Linked DNA regions of Mus musculus: regions 1, 2, 3, 5, 6 and 7 are each linked to region 4. Evidence: chromatin contacts called from public HiCAR-type, HiChIP or PLAC-seq and promoter capture Hi-C data. All regions are on one chromosome and are shown on one strand. The core of a region is the stretch at or near the end of the contact, and the rest is flanking DNA. Distances in the headings are between cores, read along the strand shown.

Region 1 (2,700 bases), core at 144-2,643, 1.9 Mb after region 4:
AGGCGATCTGATTGGAGTTTCAGCTTCAGGAGTCTCAAAATTACCTTCAGAATCCGAGCTGCCGAGGGGGAAAAACGAGGCATTACCACAGTCAACGGTATTTCCAACTGCCTTTAAAACGTACTCAGCCACCAAAGTGCAAGTACAGCGCCTCTAACTTTACAACCAACCAATCCTCAACCCAGCCTGAGAACGGCTGCAGCATTTTCAGCGATGCCCAGCATCCTAGCTCCCCGAAATCTCTTTCGTCCTCTGAAGCTTCTCACCAGGACCTTTTTTTTTTTTTTTTTTTTTTTTTTTTTTTTTTTTTTGTCATCGCTGCCTTTCACACGCACAGACACACACACAAAAAGACTTCCCAATCAACCCTTTCCAGGGGCGTAAAAATTAATATCGCCCCACCCCCCAAACTAAGCCAATTCTAGCTATACTGTTCTTCTCCGTAGGCCTCTACCTGTCTGGAAGTCACTGGAAGCTGAAAATGCCGTCACCTGCCTTCCACAATCACACGTGTGACAGCTCAGCAGAGACCACCATTTCTCACCAGCTGCCAGGGACCTGTCATCACGCGATCCTCTTTTACCAAGGCTGCATTTTAGGACACTGCGGGGCCAAGAAGGGCGGTGGAGCGACTTCTTGCCCACAAGGGGAAAACGCTACAAATCGCACCTGGCCTTATCAACTGCCACTACCCGGTGCCGCTGCGTCGGAGCCGGGGTGTCGACGCTTCGAGAAAGCGACCCAGGCAAACCGGGATGCGCAGACTGCGGATTCGGGGCTGGGTTCAGAAAGCTTACAGCGAAGACAGAGGACGAAAAGCACACGGGCAGACAGAACATCCCGAACTTTCGGGTACACAGCGGGGACCCGGCTGCGGGCAGCAGAGCCGGGAACACGGTTGCGCGCACACAGCATTGACCGCGGTGGGAGGATGGCGCCCGCCTGCATCTCGGCTGGGATGCGGTGTACTTGCCTGAAACTCAGGGATTTGGTCTCGGCTTGCGAGTCCTCTTCCTCCTCGGGGTCGCCCTCGGGACCTCCGGCTTCGTCCTCTCCGGCGCCCGAACCGCGCACCGCGGACCACGTCCACTTGGCCCACTGCACGGGCGACAGGATCTGCCAGGGACTGAACGCCATGAGCGCGGCTGCCGCCCCTGCGGTGGGGGAACGGCGGCCTCTTCCTTCAAAATGGAGGGGCCTTGACAGGCGCCGGCAACGTCGCCGGCGACCCGCGGATGTGGCTCAACGAGCGCCGTCGGGCCGGGCGCAGCGCTTCCTCCCACGGCCCCGCAGCGCCGCTCGCCCCCGCTCCTCCGGGCCGCCGCGCCGAAGCTCGCCCCCGCGCGTGCCCGCTCGCCCGCCCGCTTCTTCCCCCGCCAGCCCTGCTCCGCGTCGCTGGGCTCTGGGGTCCGCTCCCGCCTGGAGCAGCCTCGGCCGCCGCGGAGCCGCGCCCCTGGAGCCGCCCCCTCGGACCGAACTACTGGCGCGGCGCGCGGGGGCGGCCGCTTGGAAGCGCGCTCCCCCCGCCGCGCTGGTCGCGCCCGGCCTTGGGCAGGGGCTGCTCGACCGCGCTCGCCCTCCCCGCGGGATCCGCGCCTGCCGCGCGCCGCGCGCCGCCGCCGTCCATTTCCGAGCGTGTGCGCGCCGCGGCGCTGTTCCTCTTCCCCTTTTATCTGTGTTTCCTGCCGCTAGGACTTAATGGCGTGGCTGAAGCTGCGCTGTACAGAAGTTAAGCCCCTTATTTAAAAACAAAACAACTCAGAACCTCTGTAGAGTGTTGTACCCGATCCTTGACACTGGTCAGCGCCATCCTTGTTACGCCCAGGATTTGGAAGGCTCCCAGGTTACAGAAGAATTGAAGTTGTCTTGCCCTCACCAAGCCACACTCATGAGGGCTCCGGAGTGCCCTGACCTGGGATAGATGCAAAATTGCCCCCTGATAAGACGGCCTGAGCCGTTTCCTGTTGTTCTTTCTTTTCATAACTTTAGGCTTTTTTCAGATAATTCCTGGGTCCTTGGTTTCTGATGTCCTTTGCTTCTTCAGTACAGAGCCATCAAGATCTGGTGACAGTCTTCAGAATAAGGCTTTTACCTCTGAAGGTGAAGAGAAGAATTTTCCCCCCTTTATCTTTGAAGGATTCCACTAAGAGACTGCCCCAGGTCCTCTCTCCCAGTGAATTCATTTCCTCCAAAGCCAAGTTTGAGACCATTAGCTCATCAGTGTGTTTTCCATAATACTGACATTTCTCAGTCTCAGAGAATCTGTGAGGTGGCTACAATTCCCACAGAGAGTGTGCCTCCAAAATTCAGAACAAAGTCAGGCGAAGATTTTCAGGATGCTCATGAGCTTACCCTGAAAGAAGCTGGCACCACGTCGTGTACTGCAGATGAATCACAAATGTCTTATACACTTCATAACAAAGACAAGCAAACATGTAAGATAAGGCTTGGCAGGTATCCTACCATAATAAAAAAAAAAAAAAGGCAGGAGTATACTTTAGAGCCCATTACTGCTTCTTGCCTGAGATAAACACGACTGTCAAAAGTGTTGAAAGACTTTTTTTTTAAAAATGTGAGCGGAAGTCATTTTGTTTTAGGTCTACAAGAACTATGCCAAGACTATCCAACTGTCGTTGTCTTGGGTTTATGATCAAGCAAATCTTCAGATTAGAAACCCCTGTAGCTTGAAAATAGTACCCA
Region 2 (2,733 bases), core at 150-2,649, 1.9 Mb after region 4:
TAAATAAATAAATAAATAAATCTTTTTTCCCCTAAAGGAATAGGTCATTGCTAAATAGGTGATGCAATGAACATTCAGTTAGTGATACTGAGTAGGAAAAATGATCAGAAATCCACATGCTCTGTGATTCTGCTTGCACAACAGTTTGAAATGATAAAAACATAGAAATGAATAATTAGTGTTACCATGGGTCTTGTAAGCTGGGGCTGAGGAATGGGGGAATGTTTGCGCTGATGGATTTGTCCCATGTTCTACATCTCTGCTGGTACCGTATATCATCTCAAGGTCATACTAATAGGTAGGGGGCAGTGAGTGCAGATGCCATTGGGGACCAGGGACATCAGCAGTTCTGAACTACCTAGTGCGGATGCTGAGGAAGGAACTCAAGCTCTCTGTAAGAGCTGCAAGTTCTCTTAATTACTGAAAAACCATCTTTTTCCACCCCACCGCTGGGCCCATCCCCACCCCACCCACATGCCCATTCCCACCTTACCCCACTCCCGTGCCCACCCCCACCCCATGCTTGGAGCAACTCTAGTAGAGCCTCACACAGTGCAAGAGAAGGCCACTCTGATTCACCATGCACAGCAGAGTTAGTTCCGTCGCTTCTTCGTTTATTACAGAGCCCCACTGCTGCGTCTCTCCCTATATTCAGAAATGACAAGGAAGTATGGCAGAAAATTATTGGAATAAAACTAGTAATTACGTGACGCTGAGGGAGCTCTGAATCGAGTAATGGCATAGTCTTGAAGTACTCGCTCAGGGGGCAGGGCGTATCTAGGGGCCGATTTTATTTTTGGTTTCTTCAGCCTAAGTTACTACCACAACTCTGCACCCGCCAACCAGCTCAGAGTGGGCAGGCTTCATGATGAAGACTAGGAACATCCCCAAATGCCAGGTACACGGACGCCTACCACTAACACTCAATGTCAAAGCCAAAGCTGTGAGAGACTGGTGTTGTAAGCAGAGGTGCCAGTAAGAGACTGGATTAAAATGTTACAGCCTAACCGGGCAGTGGTGGCGCACGTCTTTAATCCCAGCACTTGGGAGGCAGAAGCAGGAAGATTTCTGAGTTCCAGGCCAACCTGGTCTACAGAATGAGTTCCAGGATAGCCAGGGCTACACAAAGAAACCCAGTCTCGAAAAACCAAAAAAAAAAAAAAAAAGTTACAGCCTCTACCTCCCCCCACCCCCCAAATGCCAACACACTGTGTGGCCCTTCATGCATCAGTTGGCATCTTTGTCTGAAATGGAGAATGTAAGTGTCTGCAGAGGCTGCACCCTACATACAGACTGTGAACAAAGTCAAATGTATCCATCAGCTCCCGATATCCATTAGTGTCTGAGCATCGTGGCAATCTGACACCATCACTCATTTTTCAAACAGGAGCAAGCAGTTCTTTGACAGTCACGAATGTTAAATCCCTTCCCAGCAGCTATGCTCTCATCCCACTTGCCCGAAATAGCTTATCCAAATGTCAGATATTTTTATGTTTGATTTCTGTTATTGATTGCCCTATCATATTTTCTGAAACTCCCCAAAAATGCATATGTAAATTGACTTTGCTACAATTTAAAAAATATCCTGTGTCCATAGGGCTCTTGGCAGTGGAACATCTTTGAGATTAACTCATCATTACAATTATGATAACTGTTTGATTACTTAATCAGTCTGCATGCAGGAGATCAAAGCCCAGACCTCACTTCTGCTAGGAGACCTTTCCACTGAGCTATGTCACAGTGGAAATTTTTATTTGTTGATTCTTATACATGAGGCAGTATTGGAAATTGTTAGACTCCTAATAAGATGTTTTAGATATTTACATACACACAGCTATGCAAAGACTCTCAGTATCTATCTGTTGGTATTACTCATCACGAAAACGGAGTTAAGCACATGCCTGTCATCCCAATATTTGAGAGGCAGAGGGGGAGCCTAGGCTACATAGTGAGACCCTGCTTCCTCCTCCATTCCATCTGTGTGTGTGTGTGTGTGTCTGTGTGTCTGTGTGTGTGTGTCTGTGTGTGTATGTGTGTTTGTATGGGTCTGTCTTAGGGTTTCTATTCCTACACAAACATCATGACCAAGAAGCAAATTAGGAAGGAAAGGGTTTATTCGGCTTACACTTCCATACTACTGTTCATCACCAAAGGAAGTCAGGACTGGAACTCAAGCAGGTCAGAAAGCAGGAGGTGATGCAGAGGCCATGGAGGGATGTTCATTACTGGCTTGTTTCCCCTGGCTTGCTCAGCCTGCTCTCTTATACAACCAAGACTATCAGCCCAGAGATGGTTCCACCCACAAGGGGCCTTTCCCCCTTGATCACTAATTGAGAAAATGCCTTACAGTTGGATCTCATGGAGGCATTTCCTCAACTGAAGCTCCTTTCTCTGTGATAACTCCAGCTGTGTCAAGTTGACACAAAACTAGCCAGTACAGGGTCTGTGTATGCATGTATGTGTATATATCTATGTATATCTATGTATACATATATGTGTGTGTGCCATATATACACATGGCAAGCTTGAATATCAATTTCAAATCCTCATTTCTTTTAAGAAGGCAAATTCTAATAAATCCAAGGAATTCTGAGGCCTCCAGGATTGTCCAGAGAAGGAAAACTGAGACACAAATAGCCTAGCCAGGCGAATGTTCCACCTAGGGGCACAGAAAACCAAAATGATCAGTGGCTCTTGAAGCCACAACATAACAGACAATGGCTACATTATCCA
Region 3 (3,062 bases), core at 468-2,967, 1.8 Mb after region 4:
CCTTCAGCATCTCTCCTATATCTTAGTCCACATGGTCACCCTTTAGATCCTCCAAAAGCATCAGGAATGGGTTTCCTTCCTGATGAAGGCTGGATAGATTTCCAAAGCGAATACTCATGCCTATGTGAGCAGCTGGCCCATTGCAGCAGCAACTGAAGAACACAAGGATATTCCATTCATTTTTATGCCCATGTGTAACAACAAACATATACATGTACTAAAAATATAATCTGGTTTTTGCTGGCAAACACAAGAAGTTAGAGATTATTAAAATTTCAGTTCCTTTCATAGCGATATTGTTAACTAGAACAGCACGTTTCATCAGACACGTCCTGGAAGCATCCCATTGAAAATTTGTCAGTATTTATAAACTCCAGGAGGACGCTAACTTAATTAAAAAGGAGAAAGCCAAAGACAAGAAGCTGTAATTAGTTTCGTGAAGGTCAGCGGTCCTGAACTCAAATCTACACTCATCACCTTTGAAGGCAACAATTTTGTAAAGCCTTCTATTGTCCATAGTGTTCCCGGAGCTCAAAGAGATAACTAAGCCATGCAAACACTAATTTAATACAAAGGATGAAATAAATAACTTATTTCCAGGAAAAAAAGAACCTAGTGTGTTCCCATTCAGTTTCATCATCCACAATATAAATATCTTACATATTTACGGGAAGTTTCACAATTCAGATGTGCTGGCGAACAGTAATTTAATTCTTTCCGATAATCCCCTGGGTTAAACAGAGCAGAGATTCTTTGTCCAGATTTAGATAGATTGAACTACAGGCTCTAGAAACGTAGCGTTTCGTTGATTTTATTATTTTAAGTATCCTTACTAACAAAAAAAAAAAAAAAAAAAAAAAAAAAAACGGCCCAAGGAAAACCCGCCCTCTTCTCCATCGGGATCCCTGTGGACCTACTGCTGAGTCGTCCAAGACGGCGAACGTCAAACCCCAAATCCTGATAGACTGAAGCAAAAGTTCCATCTCCCAGCCCAGAGCTGGTGACAGCCACTCCACCCGCAAAGCACTCGCTGCAGCCCGGGAGTAGCGAGCGCACCGCCACAGTGCAGCCGGCCGCCGGCCACCGGGCTCCGGGTCAGCGCTGACAGGGGAGCCGGAGCCCAGGGTCCGCCTCGCAGCCCTCACCACCCAGCACTCACTCCCCACAGCACGGTTCCCGTCCGGCACCCACCTGGTCGCCCGGCCTCGAGGACTGGGCCCAGCAAGCCACACGCCAGCAGCCACCTTAGTCGCAGAGAGGCAAGGGGCGAGAGCGCGCGCGGCCCCATAGCGAGGGCTTCGGCAGGTTCCGCTCAACGCGCGGCCGCCGCCTCCGCCCCTTCGGTCATCCTTGCAACCCCGCGGGGGCCCCCGGGCTGGCGGGGCGCTCGCCCTCGGCGAGCACGCGCGCGGCACTGACGCAGCAACCCCCCCCCCCCCAAAAACCCCGCCCCTTTCCCGATCCCGCGGCCAGAGGCTGACGTAGGGAAAATACAGTCTGGCCAACCCACCGGCGGCCGCCGCCGCCGCCGCTCCAGTTCGCGCCCGGCTGTTCCGCCCCTCCGCCCGCTCAGCGGAGACTAGAGAAGGTAGGAGGGGCTGGAGGGCGGGGCTAAGGGAAGCTCCACCCTCCCTCCGCTCCGTGCAGCAGTGAAGGGTCTACTGGAGGGCGGAGCGAAGCCAGGCCACACCTTTCCCCTGGCCGTTTCTGATTGGCCGTAGTGGCAGGCGGAGCGTCGAGCTGCGCACGGGTTGGCTGTGGAACGGAGGGTTGCGTACCCGACGTAGAGAGAGGCCTGACAGCGCCGGGCTCCGGTGGGCCGTGGCGGCCTGGCTTTGTTTTTAGGCCAGGTCTCTAGGACCGGCCCCCGGGAAGATGGTGCTGGGCGGCTGCCCTGTGAGTTACCTATTGCTGTGCGGCCAGGCGGCCCTGCTATTGGGGAACCTGCTGCTGCTGCACTGTGTTTCTCGGAGCCACTCGTTTAATGCTACGGCCGAACTGGATCTCACACCCTCGGGCGCCGCTCACCTCGAGGGTCCCGCGGCCTCAAGCTGGGAATACAGCGACCCCAACTCGCCAGTCATCCTTTGCTCTTACCTGTAAGCTGCCGGGACGTGGCGGGCGGACCTAGAGGGGGATCGGGCCAGGGATAGCTGTTGGTTGTGGGAGCGGAAGGCTGCTTCCACCTCGGGGAGGTGATTCCGGGACTGGTGCCTCTCAATTGCCCTGCCACAGAAAGCAATTAAACTGTGTGTTAGTGGTAGATACTGGGAAGGAGTAATGTAGGCTACAGAACCCTTCCACTTCCTGCACCCTTTCTGCTGCCTTGGTTACAGGATGAGTTCAAGGCCAACCAGCCAGCCTGGGTAACTTGTCTCAAATTTAAAAAAAAAAGAAAGAAAGAAAATTCAAGGGCTGGAAATGTAGCTCAAAGGTAGATAGCACCTCTAGCGTATCCAGTTCCCAGTACAGAAGGAGGAACAGATATTAAAAGAGGAACGAAAATAGCATTGCGTGCGGACACAGAAGCAATCGGCAAAAGGCACTGATGAAAAATCTTACTGATTTGCAGACCCGACGAGTTCGTAGACTGTGATGCCCCAGTGGATCACGTTGGAAATGCAACTGCCTCCCAGGAGCTTGGTTATGGTTGTCTCAAGGTGAGGATTTTGTTCTTTGTACAGGCACCTTCGTGGGAAGCATGGCCGGGTGCTGTTAAAGAATTACAGAAGGGCATACAGACAGACTTGATTTTTTTTTTTTTTTTTTACAACTTCATCCGTATAACTGTCGCTGGAAACATGACAAAGGTTTTAACGGCTGAAGAGCACATTTGCTTTCCTCAGGAACCAACCATGCCTGTGCCCAAGCCACCCAAGTGCAAAGACCAACCTGTATTGCTTCCTTTGACTGTTGAAACTAACAAATTAAAGCCAAGACATCGACTGTACTTTCAAAGCAAGGCTTTTCTTAACAGAGCAGCAGCAACAACAGCAAAGCCATGCACTTTGTAAAGCTGGTGCTGAACTGGCCTTTCTTGGTTACACACGCACTTGGAGCAA
Region 4 (2,884 bases), core at 94-2,593:
CTCCACCTACCTAGTCCACAAGCAGCATTTCTTAGCCCCACACCCACACCATGCTTAATTACCCTCCAAGTTCCTCATCCTTCAGAAACTGATTTATGAACAGGAAATAGAATCTGAGTAATATCGCTGAAGAACAAAAGGAGGATCACATTGGGTAGACGAGTAGATTTTTTTTGTTTTTTTTTTGGTGTGGTTAAATCTGAAGGAATGGTACACAAATCTCATCTTTGTTTACAAGGTTGCCCAAAGGACCTCTGCCCCATGACCGTTTTGATATGCAAGGCAAACAGGAAGTTCCCAGTGATAATGACTGGGAGTCAGGGTTGGTTCAGCTACAAGTTCCTTTGCCGTTCCTGCCCGGGACCGTGTACGTTTTTCAGGTTCCAAGAAGGCCTGTCTGGACTGCCGAGCACATCCCTAATAAACCCTTTCAGCTGAACAGTATGACCAGCACAGTGACCACAGATACCAGTCATGACTATGACGCTGTCTTTCGCGTGTCTGAGGCAGTAGGATATAGGTTACCACAGGAGGTATGAGGTGGCCTGGAGTTCCAGGAATTAGCACCTCATCAAGATGTCAATAACTGAGTGAGTGTGTGTGTGTGTGTGAGCTTCAACCAGGTGTCAAGTACCGTGTGTGTGTGTGTGTGTGTGTGTGTGTGTGTGTCGGCATCCTGTTAAGGACACTCTTGGGTGGACTGCGGGCCAGCATCCTAAAAGTTCTATATGATCACTGTACTCTGAGCATTAGCCTTAGTGGTCTTTCTCCAAATACTAGACCGTACCTCCTTCGTATATCTTTTCCCATGAATCCTGACGTCTCATGCTCTCCCGAACCGTGAGACACTCCCTCCCGCTCCAGGGACTCTCCCCTCCCCAGGGCCAGGGGCAGGGCCAGGAGCAGGGCCAGGAGCAGGGGAAGCCGGGCTGCATACCCTGTTCTCCAGCTCCGCGGGGAACTTGGTCTGGAACTGGCAGCGCGTGCCGCTGCTGTAGTCTCGCTGAATGAACACCTTCCCGGACACCGGTGCCTGCTGCGGCCTCATGGCGAGGACAGGACCCGCCGCTCTGCGAGTTCGGGCAAGACACGGGGTCAGATGGCCGGCCTAGAGCCGGCTCTCCGGCCCGCCAGCCCTTCGGAGCCACCCACCGCCCAAAGACGCCCCAGGCCTCCCCCCTCGCCGATCCCCTTCACTCATGGCTGTAGCCGAGGGACTCCAAGCTACCCAAGCCCAGGACCCGCGCCCCCCCACATCCTGGTTCGGCCCTGGAAACACAAACCCGCCTCCTCGGCCCTCCAGCAGCTGTCGCGCCACCTCCGTCGCCGCTTACGTCCTGTCGCAAAAAAACCTAGCCTCTCCCGAACACCTTCTGTGCCGCACGTTGACACCCCGCCCCCTCCGGCCGTAAAGCGACGCCTCCGCGGCTGCGCGTTGCGGTGAGGTGCGCGGTGGCTGGGAGAGAAGTCTTCCTAGTGTAGGCGAATGAAACCCTTCCGGGCGGAAGAAGATGATGATGATGAGGTGGACGTGATCGGTGGATCCGGGAGTTCCGGGAAAGACGCCGGGGTTAGAGACTCGGAATTCCCTGTTGGTTGTGGTGAAGTGGTTTGTGGGCACAGGAATAGTTCCCTTCTTGATTAAGCGTTCCAGCTTTCACGTGGGCTAACCCACCTCGCTCCACAAAAACAACCGTCACTCTCCAATTCCAACAGACACAGATATTTACAACTACAAAGCGCACTACTGGGGATGCATTTGGCCCCTGGAACCCTCTTGAACGAGAGTGAGGAGATGGTATTCCTGTTCTGCATTATCCTGCATCCCTTCTCCAATTCTTCTTGAGGTGTTGGTTTTTTTCGTCCCAGAGACATGTACACCAGCTATACCCGCTTAGGTGACCCGACTGGACCAACAACAGTTCTCTCTCATTGGTCCCCACTTTACTGACTGTATCTTTGCAAGACATCCAGGAAAATCCCTATGCACGTCTGGTGGTGGCGATGTTCTAGTACAACTTTTTAGTATACTGATAATTGATTAGATACTTGATCAGTTGTCACGATAATTGATTTCTCTTTTGGGGTTTTAAAAATAGCATTAAAAAAATTTCCAGCATAGGGCGGGGGACAGGGCAGAGGTCGTCCACTCCCTGGTGATCTCTGAGTTCAAGCCCACCCCAGTTTACCTAAATAGTACCAGGCCAGCCAGATCGTCATGGTGAGACCCTGTCTCAAAAATGAATAGCTTTATCCCAATAAAGGGTGTATAGTAAACCCACTCATTTAACGTGGACATAATTTGTTAACTTCTACCACGTCCATGCCCTTAAACCATCAGTACAATCAAGATAATAAACACCACCTCTAAAAACTTCCTTACTCTTTACAGTCATACCTTTCAGCCATTCAGCAGACCCCCTTTGCCCAGTACTAACCTTTCTGTCACTAGAAACAAACTTGTGTTTTCTTAACTTTCACTTAAATTGAATCAGAGTTTTTCGTCTCCTTCTTATTGTATAGATTCTACTGAGATTCCTCTGTTGTGCCATACGTAATTTCATTTCTGTGACTTTCCCCATTTATTCATTCACGTACTGCCTCAGGGTTTCCATTGCTGTGAAGGGAAACCATGACCAAGACAGTTTTTTATTTGTTTGTTTGTTTGGTTTTTTGAGACAGGGTTTCTCTGTATAGCCCTGGCTGTCCTGGAACTCACTTTGTAGACCAGGCTGGCCTCGAACTTAGAAATCCGCCTGCTTCTGCCTCCTGAGTGATGGGATTAAAGGCGTGTGCCACCACCGCGCGGCTACAAGGCAGTTCTTATTAAGGGTAACATTAAATTGGGGTTGGCTTACTGGTTCTGAGGTTCAGTCCATTATCA
Region 5 (2,921 bases), core at 76-2,575, 1.7 Mb after region 4:
CAGATAAATAAAACAAGGTTCTAAACCCACTAGATCCACAATGTGCACGCATGTAAATGAATCACTTCCCCGCTTGCTCCCAGCACATCCCGCTGAAGCCTGCTGTGCATGTTGCATATGAGACTGTAAGCACTTGAAGCAAGAGGAAGGCAGCAGTCCCAGGAGCAGGAGAGGACTTCAGGGCCCACACACCCCCCCTCCCTTGCTCATAGCCCTCTTCACCCTTGTCTCCACTTACCCAGTGGCACACTTCTTGTACTCACTGCCGGAGAAACCACAGTTGCCAAATCTGTCACCTTTAGAATTGACTTCAATGAAGCAATCTCTTGGGGCAGCCTTAGCCTCTGCAATAGTCAACATTTAAGAGAGAAAAAAAGTGATGGTAACTTTAGTCAGAAGTATCCCATATGATCCTCACACACGTGTAGGAGCCACTGCACACTTCTAAATGTTCAGCCTTACACATACAGCGCCTCTGGTCTACACTTCATAACTCAGATTGCACATAAAGGCCTGGATCCAAGCACTCAGACTATAACAAATATCATTACATGATTACTACAATTAGGAACCATGTACAGCCAGATGGCTAGCACTGTTGACTTGATTGCACTGAGAAAGACACAGATTATAAGCCTGCCTGAGAATGTCTGAGGTGTGTCCAGGGATCTGATCTTCTAGATGATCAATCACTGATGAGTTCATAATGTGATAGGATTCTTGGGAAATGGGGAGGGGAGGGATAGAATCTAGCTGGAGGCCAGGTCAGTGGGAGCTGGAGAGGGGTTAATGTGCCCTGGAAGCTCTTGCCTCTGTCCTCTCATGAACCCTTCTCTTCCCATCTCTATCCAACATGAGGTAGAGAGGCCTCCCTGCCACACAGTCCCATCACTATGGTGTTCTTCATATGCTCACAGGGCTGAGCAAACATGGACTGAACCTCTCCGAAACCAGAAGCCAAAGCGTCTCTCCCTTGAACTCTTCTCCCATGATCACAGCCATGCAATAGTAACTAGCTCGTGCAGTAAGTCACAGCTCGCAGGCACTCACTGTCTGCTCTCACATACCCAGCACTCTCAGTTACAGCACGGACCACCGCATGTTTTTATTGTACATGGACGCTTACATTAGATAAATACAGTGAGACCTACTCCGTGTGACAAAGGATAAGCCACACTCATTTTCTTGCATTTTTAGTATCACCTTCATTCTTCCCTCCCTAAGACTTTGTTAGTATTTCCTAGTCAAATCGTCAGTCCTTCCTCCCTCCTGAATCAGATTCCCTTACCCAGCCCACATGCCTGATACAAGGCTCAGTTAGCTTTAAAGAAGGTGGATGTGGGTGAACGGAGGCAGCGCAGCAGAGGGAAGCAGTGAGCAGGAGGAGACATATCCATAATCCTGCCCAGAAAAAATACCACACAGTGTTCCCAGCCAAGTCAGAACAACAGGGAAAGTTACAGATTTCCCAGACAGTATACAGGGAGGGATGGAGTCGAATGTGTTTGCTGCTGCTGCTGACTCAAGGATAAAGAAGAGACTGGTGGGAAGACAGGAATCTAGGAAGGCTTTCTGTAGAAATCCTCAGTGCCAATCATTGGCCACTGCAACTTGGGTAAATGTGCTGAAAACAGGACTCAGTCATACGCAGCCGACTCCATACAGGTGCAGGGGGTGGGAACTCACCGGCACCATGAGACCCAAAATGAAGACAGCTGAGGGACCACAAGTCCACGTCCACAGTTCCCCAAGCCCTTGTCTAGCATCTACGAGCACTCTGGGAATCCTACCAAGAGTTGACACAGGAAGAGAAGAACAAAGCATCTCACAGATGGCTCTGAGCATGTAGAAGCATCACCCAAAAGTGGACAGTGGCAATGCTCTCTCTGCAACAACCCCATAGAACATTTTGTGGTTCACTTTGCTGGGAAGGAGATGGAGAGTTCATGATTATGACCAATTGAGGTGCTTGGGCCAAAACAATCAACAGAAAGGAAAACCCATTCTGGGAACTGCAGGCAGCCTCTTTTCCCAGCCACCTCTGCCGCCACCCAAATCCACTGAGTCTCTGATATGGCACCCTTTCCTGAGCATCAGCCAGCATCTGGGTACCAGGGCAGCTACATACACTATTCCCTTTCCATCACAGAAAAGACAGCACTTTGTGCCCAGGCTCATATACACCACTTCTTCAAGAACCAGTGACTGAAGCCTTGTACACACTGGGCAAGTGTTCTGCCACTGAGCTATCTCCTAACACTTGTTTACTGTTTGAGACAAGGTTTTACTAAGTTGCACAGGCTGGCTCTCTGTAGCCCAGGCAGGCCTTAAACTTGCAATCCTCCTAGATTTCAGGCCTATCTTTATCACTAAGTACAGTATTTTATTTTTATTAGATGGCTTGTTAGAGTAGTAGAAATGTACTGGATACTCAGTTACAGTGCAAGTCAGATAGTACTAATTTGATGGACAGGAGCATCTTTTCTTCAAAAAGCTACATATGCTCTAAATCAGGTCCAACAGCAACAACCACAATCCCCTGTACAGATCTTAAGGGGTGCAAATGGGAGTGGCAACACTTAGCAATATGACTCACTAACAAAAACATGCTTCCTGGACCCGTGACTTCGTGCTCTAATAGCTTAGAGGTCTGAGTGTCCAAAGAGAAAATTCTTCCACTAGATGCCACAAGAATGACTCCACTGGGCTGGAACATATACTACACACTCAGTTATGCTGGGCTCTTCATGTTTCTGAACGAACAGAGAAAAGCTTTTGCAAGTGGCTAGATGACAGATCCATAACCCTACATGGAAGCAAGAGGAGCAGGCCTGAAATACAGGAGTTATCTAAGTATTTACCTCATCCTGTCTAACAGCCAAATCCAGCAAAGCTACATGTGGCCCAGGCCCTTCAGGAAT
Region 6 (2,728 bases), core at 162-2,661, 1.3 Mb after region 4:
TGAGGTGGTCAGTTCCACATTCGTGACCGGATACACGAAAACCTCAAAACCAGGCACGCCAGGGCACCCAAAGATGCAGGCGCCAGGACACTTGTAGCAAGGATATCAGGCTTGGTGCCCAAAGACGGGAGAGCCTGAGGCTGCATGCTAAACTGTAGTCCCGCCCCAAGCAGCAAGCCACTGGATTGGATGGGAGCTGCGCAGGATGCTCCTCGTGAGCACTGCGGGGTGCATGCTTCAGATCGCTCCCGGCTGGGCGAGCTGATACAGGCTCGCTGCTACCCTTAATTCTGCAGTGTACCCGTGCCTCGCCTTCCCGGGAACTGCCTTGGTTTTCCATATCTGATCCCAGTCTCTAGCCCACTGCCCCTAGATCTGTGCCTTCCTGGCTCCATGGCTCTTTGCGTCTGGGTCCTAGAGTCACCCGAGCTCAAAACGTGCGACTGACTACTTACTCTGTTCGGGTCTTAGTGAGACTAGGTGAGCATGGGGCACCTCTAAACGAGTATTTTGCTTCTTTGCTATTTTCCGTAAGTGTTGATAATGAAGATGTGAATGATAAATTGGTATGCGTGGCGTTTTTGCAGTCCAATTTAATGACATAATTTTTGTTTGTTCAGTGCGTTCTCAGCTTTTGTTTTATTTAAGACTGTCTGGCCTTGAATTTGAGGCTATGCCCCTGCCTCTGACTCCTGGGTGATGGAACTATAGTTGTTTCCCACTGTACCTGGTTGAGACACGAGGCATTTCCCCCACATGCACCGCACTTGGATTCCAAAACTTGCACAAAAGCACAATCAAGGTTGTTCATACCTTCCTTTGGATTATGCTTGGCAAACCACAAGCATTATTAGTATGAAACAAAAGTTGCTTGATCTATCATCTCATATACTGAAATCAGTGAGGAGCACAGATCGATCCATTTGATAAGGTTCAGAAGAGAAATGTTTCTATGGCTCTGGGCATTTGAATGTTGCTGTTTCAGGACACCGTGCTGGAAAAGTCATTGTGACAAACTGGCTTCCCTTCTATGAGCCCGTTTCCTTCACGAAACTAAAAAGACTTCTCATGTGCCCCTTCCCTCACCACTTCACATTTCCAGGTTAAGAAAGTAAGGGCTGGATTTTGAGGAAGAAGAAGAAGAAGAAACACTGAAGAGCAGCCAGGCTCCCTTTTTGTAAGTGGGCTCTGAATTTGACATCACTCATTCGCTTAAGAGAACCTGAGACAGAGCTGCTTACTTAGAAATTCATCTGTCGAGATAAATAATGAGGACAAAGCAGATTTTCACTTTTCTTACCAGTGGATGTGGTAGAGCAAAGCCCACATCTTCATCTATGTGGTGGTCTTCAAGGATCCTTCTAGAACCTTCTGTAGGAGATATTTTACTGAGTGCCATTGCTGTCTACTCCACTGACCCCCCACTTGGCCACTGAAGGAATGTCCCAGCATCTCTTATAGGGTTTAGCCAAACCCCACAGCTGACACGTAATACTCGGGGAGAAGTGGCTTCCACCTGGGACAGTTTCATTTTCTGTTTTATGTATTTGCAATTTGATAAACAACCAAACCACAAAGGATCTCTCTTCGTCATATGAAGAAACTAAACATTTGTGTTTCTTATCAGATTTATCCCATAAGGACATCAACTGTTGGCTCTGATGGCCTCAGCTTCCCAGTGCCAATTATGGTGACCGAGTGCACACTCAGGCCTCGGCCCTGGAAACCACCCCATCAGTGGTTTGGGTGGCCACCTGTTACCCCAGCAGGAGGATTGGGTGTTCAAGCCACAAAGTGCCCAACTCACATGACAAGAACCATGAGGACAGGTGACCAGGAGAATGCATTTTGCTTTAGAAAACGTTCAGAGTTTGGGTTTAAAATAAAGACAGCCGAACTAGCAATAGCTGTCCGTTATTGGCTTTCACACGAGGGAACTTATGTCCTGTTTTAAATGTCAGTGTTTTGTCTCTCCAGCTCTGAAACACAACCTGGGACACACAGGAGAGTCAGCCTCAGAAGTAGCACAGAGGGGGATCATCACCAGACCCTTCCCCCTAGTTTTCTTCCCTAGGTTCTTGTCTGTGCTAAGGCTAATGGAGGGTTCACTTCTTCACATGATTTGTAAGCCATATCTTGGAAGGTGGTCCACCTTTCCTACTCTATCTGGCTGCCAGGGACCGACTCCTGACAAGCTCTCAGCCCTGCCCACCTGGAGATTCTCTAATGTGTTCAAAAGTAAAGAGCAGCGTCAAATAACTAAAAACATTCCTTGCAATACAAAATTGAGACTCTGGTAAAGGTGTACAGAGAACTCCTAAGTTTATGTCCACTTTGATGAAATGGATTTTGGGTTTGTTGTTGTTTTGTTTTGTATGGGTTTTTAATTAATTAATTAATTAATTAATTAATTTTAAGAAAGTGCCTCGCCAATTTGTAAAACACATGAAACTGAAGAAGAACGAAGACCAAAGTGTGGACACTTTGCCCCTTCTTAGAATTGGAAACAATCACCCATAAAAGGAGTTACAGAGACAAAGTTTGGAGGTGAGACAAAAGGATGGACCATCTAGAGACTGCCATATCCAGGGATCCATCCCATAATTAGTCTCCAAACGATGACACCATTGCATACACTAGCAAGCATTTGCTGAAAGGACCCTGATATAGCTGTCTCTTGTGAGACTAGGCCGGGGCCTAGCAAACACATAAGTGGATGCTCACAGTC
Region 7 (2,859 bases), core at 204-2,703, 1.8 Mb after region 4:
AGCCTCAGAATCTAGCTCTTAGTTCCCACTACCAACTGGCGTTGTGACTCAGAACAAACTAAGTTTGCTCTCCATTTGGGTTTCCTTGCATGCAAGCGAGTGCTAAGGCTAAACAAGCCCACCAAATGCTCACTACTAGCTCCTACAGTCAGCCTTTAGTTTTGCTGTGGGATACCGGGGAGAAAGAAACACCAGTCACCAATACGCACTGCTGTAGCTTCAATTTAGAAGCCAGAATCCTTGCGCTTGGCTCTTTGCTCTTTAGCGAAATAACTCTTAGCAAGTCAGGTCTCCTGCAGGCTTTGCGGAATTCTACTGCCCACCTACACCCCAGCCAACTCTTTGAATCTGTGTTTCCTCACAGCGGTTTTAATGGTCAGAAATCTGGCAACCAGCAGGTGAGGTAGTTGATCCTAGATGGGACCTTTACCTGCGGAACAGCTGCAAGTGGACCACAGACGGCGCCACCTTCTCCACCACTGCGGCGATGAAGTTGTACTTTCTCCGGAGCCGCCCTGCTCTTGTGGTCCCTGTGAATAAACGGTCCACGGTGAGTGCGTCCCTGGATGCAGGTGTCGCATCTCAAAATTCCCCAGCATCTCCCCGTCCCTCTTTCTCTGAAGGTTCTCCAGACCAGGAGATGAAAGGACCCTCCCTGTCCTACCAGAGGGAAGAAAAGGAGAAAGGGAAGCCCAGTGGCAGCCAGTAAAGAGACCAAAATTAACCAGGCAAGAACACCAGGAACAACCACAACAGGTTGAATCCCTAGAGATGGCGAAGGAAGGCCCACTGAATTCGCGAGCGAGCGAAGTTAGAGCACTCACTTCATCTCCCTCTGAAAAGTAAGAGAAGTGTCAGGAGATTCGCCCGCGCCCCGCTCACCTGCTTCCTCGCAGGCACCCTTCTGCACTGGCACAGCCGGGAGCGCGCCCCGCTGGCGAGCGGCTCGGTTCTCCTTGCGGAGCGCACATAGGCTGGGGTAGGTGCGCCCATCGCTGCCGCACACTACCGCATCCTCAGCACCCTCCGCGCAGCCGCAGGTGCCCAGCCACGCGCCCCCCGAGGGATCCCGGGAGAACGGGGCGCCGCAGCGCAGCCTTGGGGCGCACGGCCGGCCCCGCGCCCCGCCACACTCCTGGCCCTCGGCCGCGGCGCACACTCGGCAGCAGCCGCAGCGATCGGGAACCGGCGCCAAGCCGGCCGAGCAGGTAGGCAGAGTCGGGCAGCGCGTGGGATCGCAGGCATCGGGACAGGGCAGCGAGACTCTGGACCTCCTGGCCTCGGCCCACGGAACAGGCACGGCTGGTAGCAGCAACCACAGCAGGAGAAACTGTGTTCGCACAGCCCACAACCGCTGGAAGCTCATCTTGCTCCCTGACCTCGTCGATTCGACTGTTTTTCCTGGCCTGGATGCTGCCTCAGCCAGCCTTCGGACTTTATAAAGGTCAGAGTCTGGCTCACTTCTACACACACACACCCATATATCACCCACCACCCATGCCATCCCAGGACAAGGGCCACCCACCCCAAAGCCATGAAGGGAGGGGTCCACTCAAAAACCAGTCTTGGGGCAAGGGAGAAACGTGACCACCCACCCACGGCCACGAGATCTGACCAGGAAAACACACAACCAGATTTCCTATTTCACATGTTTTTATTACAAAACAAGCAACCAACCAGTTTTTAGAAAATGACGTTTTGCTACATACCAATTAGGAGCTCACACAACGTAAGAAGCTGGAGTTTCCATGCACTAAGCTCAGTGCTTGCAGGAGGTGTTTCACGGCTCAAACACTGGCTCAAACGGGGCATGCCACACCTTCATAAACAGAGGGCCCAGCAGTCACACTGTGTGTTTTTGCCAAATATTCACTTGATTCAACGCCTACCTGGTATAAGTGACTATAATTGACTCAGGCAGGCAATAACACAGAGAGAGAACGAGGGACTGAGGAAAACAGATTTTGGGGGGTGGGGGTGGGGGAGGAGGTTAAACAGGCGACATGGGAAGCCTAATTTCAAAAACACTGCCGTCTGCTACCAGATAGCTGTTTATTTGGTTGACACTGAAAACAAGTATCAAGTCTACCGCTCAATTACCAGTCCACTGCTTACTCAGAGGGTCATATAAGTCCTGTGTAGAAAGGGGAAAACCAAACCAAACCAGTTTGCTTCCAGTAAACTAGGACGATGGACCTTAAATCTTCCCGGAGGGGCAGCCTTCTACTTGGAAGTAGAGCTGTCACTCCGCCACTTTGACCAGAGGTGCCACTTTAGTTTGCGGTCTCCCATATCCTCGGTGTGGTTCGGAGAATGAAAAACACACGCTTCTTTTTTTTTTTTTTCCCCTGATTATCACCTGACCCGAGTAAGCAAGTCCACCAAAGCATTGAAGAGTAATGGATAGGACATACTTCAGCTACAGAGAACAATACCTTCGAAGCTTTATAGAAGGACCCAACCCCAGAGACTGCTTTTATTCCACACAGGAAATGCAGTATCTTTTATAATCCAGAAATCCCTTCGGATTTATCCACAATCTATGCTTAACCACAAACCCACACGCCATCACACCTTGAAAACTAAAGGTTTATGCACCATCTTTGGCTCACATTAAAATACTGTCCTAGGCTGGATATGGTGGCATAGACTTGTAATCCAAGCACTCAGGAGGCTGAGGCAGGAGGATTATCAGTTCAAAGCCAGCCTGGACTCCGTAGCAAGACTCTAGCAAAAAACAAATTTAAAGGGTGTGTGTATGTGTGTAAATACAGACAGAAGGGGAATTCTGAAACAAGAATTGAGACTTTAAATGTTTTGAGGCTTCACAAAGATAATTATATTTTCTGGGCACCGCTA

The links. Promoter capture Hi-C pulls out the DNA fragments that hold promoters and counts their contacts. HiCAR-type assays count read pairs that join an accessible place to other places. HiChIP or PLAC-seq counts read pairs in DNA pulled down with a chosen protein or histone mark.
Region 1: an H3K4me3 HiChIP or PLAC-seq map of stem cell-derived neural progenitor cells shows a contact between it and region 4, with 5 times the contacts expected there. The contact joins the promoter of Tacc1 here to the promoter of Golga7 in region 4. A contact is called at or near these places in 2 of 39 promoter capture datasets (the C10 cell line and cranial neural crest) and 3 of 115 datasets of contacts at active chromatin or transcription factors (astrocytes, large pre-B cells and stem cell-derived neural progenitor cells).
Region 2: a contact with region 4 is called in a promoter capture Hi-C map of hippocampal neurons, with 4 times the contacts expected there. The contact joins the enhancer-like site here to the promoter of Golga7 in region 4. A contact is called at or near these places in 3 of 39 promoter capture datasets (the C10 cell line, embryonic stem cells and hippocampal neurons), 1 of 484 Hi-C or Micro-C datasets (B cells) and 2 of 115 datasets of contacts at active chromatin or transcription factors (embryonic stem cells and large pre-B cells).
Region 3: a contact with region 4 is called in a HiCAR-type map of astrocytes, with 6 times the contacts expected there. The contact joins the promoter of Tm2d2 here to the promoter of Golga7 in region 4. A contact is called at or near these places in 5 of 39 promoter capture datasets (embryonic stem cells, hippocampal neurons, liver and 1 more), 1 of 484 Hi-C or Micro-C datasets (embryonic stem cells) and 4 of 115 datasets of contacts at active chromatin or transcription factors (astrocytes, embryonic stem cells, large pre-B cells and 1 more).
Region 5: a contact with region 4 is called in a promoter capture Hi-C map of hippocampal neurons, with 7 times the contacts expected there. The contact joins the enhancer-like site here to the promoter of Golga7 in region 4. A contact is called at or near these places in 4 of 39 promoter capture datasets (the C10 cell line, cranial neural crest, hippocampal neurons and 1 more) and 3 of 115 datasets of contacts at active chromatin or transcription factors (embryonic forebrain, embryonic stem cells and large pre-B cells).
Region 6: a contact with region 4 is called in a HiCAR-type map of astrocytes, with 4 times the contacts expected there. The contact joins the promoter of Ido1 here to the promoter of Golga7 in region 4. A contact is called at or near these places in 8 of 39 promoter capture datasets (the 3T3-L1 cell line, 3T3-L1-derived adipocytes, the C10 cell line and 4 more) and 3 of 115 datasets of contacts at active chromatin or transcription factors (astrocytes, differentiating embryonic stem cells and embryonic forebrain).
Region 7: a contact with region 4 is called in a HiCAR-type map of astrocytes, with 4 times the contacts expected there. The contact joins the promoter of Htra4 here to the promoter of Golga7 in region 4. A contact is called at or near these places in 2 of 39 promoter capture datasets (embryonic stem cells and hippocampal neurons), 1 of 484 Hi-C or Micro-C datasets (B cells), 2 of 115 datasets of contacts at active chromatin or transcription factors (astrocytes and embryonic stem cells) and 1 of 9 other capture datasets (embryonic stem cells).

What each region holds. Positions count from the first base shown.
Region 1 is chr8:25,200,149-25,202,848 of GRCm38.p6, forward strand. Tacc1 (transforming, acidic coiled-coil containing protein 1) reads right to left here and starts at 1,394. Exons shown (of 13, transcript NM_177089.5): 1 at 974-1,394; 2 at 1-58. The coding sequence starts at 1,137.
Region 2 is chr8:25,113,627-25,116,359 of GRCm38.p6, forward strand. No RefSeq gene overlaps it. Among named protein-coding and RNA genes, the nearest start is that of 5830408C22Rik, 13 kb to the left of the region's middle. Within about 2 kb of position 1,400, at least 4 of the 459 cell types and tissues checked have an H3K27ac peak or open chromatin away from gene starts, as enhancers often do. A contact at or near this core is called in hippocampal neurons, where this site is marked.
Region 3 is chr8:25,015,494-25,018,555 of GRCm38.p6, forward strand. It overlaps Tm2d2 (TM2 domain containing 2), which reads left to right and starts at 1,718. Exons shown (of 4, transcript NM_027194.3): 1 at 1,718-2,099; 2 at 2,573-2,660. The coding sequence starts at 1,876. Adam9 (a disintegrin and metallopeptidase domain 9 (meltrin gamma)) reads right to left here and starts at 1,429. Exons shown (of 22, transcript NM_001270996.1): 1 at 1,192-1,429. The coding sequence starts at 1,288.
Region 4 is chr8:23,255,737-23,258,620 of GRCm38.p6, forward strand. It overlaps Golga7 (golgi autoantigen, golgin subfamily a, 7), which reads right to left and starts at 1,344. Exons shown (of 5, transcript NM_020585.2): 1 at 938-1,344. The coding sequence starts at 1,048.
Region 5 is chr8:24,972,791-24,975,711 of GRCm38.p6, forward strand. It overlaps Adam9 (a disintegrin and metallopeptidase domain 9 (meltrin gamma)), which reads right to left. Exons shown (of 22, transcript NM_001270996.1): 15 at 239-344. Among named protein-coding and RNA genes, the nearest start is that of Adam32, 25 kb to the left of the region's middle. Within about 2 kb of position 1,326, at least 67 of the 459 cell types and tissues checked have an H3K27ac peak or open chromatin away from gene starts, as enhancers often do. A contact at or near this core is called in hippocampal neurons, where this site is marked.
Region 6 is chr8:24,595,541-24,598,268 of GRCm38.p6, forward strand. Ido1 (indoleamine 2,3-dioxygenase 1) reads right to left here and starts at 1,412. Exons shown (of 10, transcript NM_008324.2): 1 at 1,301-1,412. The coding sequence starts at 1,399. Gm51565 (a long non-coding RNA gene) reads left to right here and starts at 71. Exons shown (of 2, transcript XR_003947523.1): 1 at 71-480; 2 at 1,103-1,904.
Region 7 is chr8:25,037,509-25,040,367 of GRCm38.p6, forward strand. Htra4 (HtrA serine peptidase 4) reads right to left here and starts at 1,454. Exons shown (of 9, transcript NM_001081187.3): 1 at 883-1,454; 2 at 431-530. The coding sequence starts at 1,366. Plekha2 (pleckstrin homology domain-containing, family A (phosphoinositide binding specific) member 2) reads right to left here. Exons shown (of 12, transcript NM_031257.3): 12 at 1,636-2,859.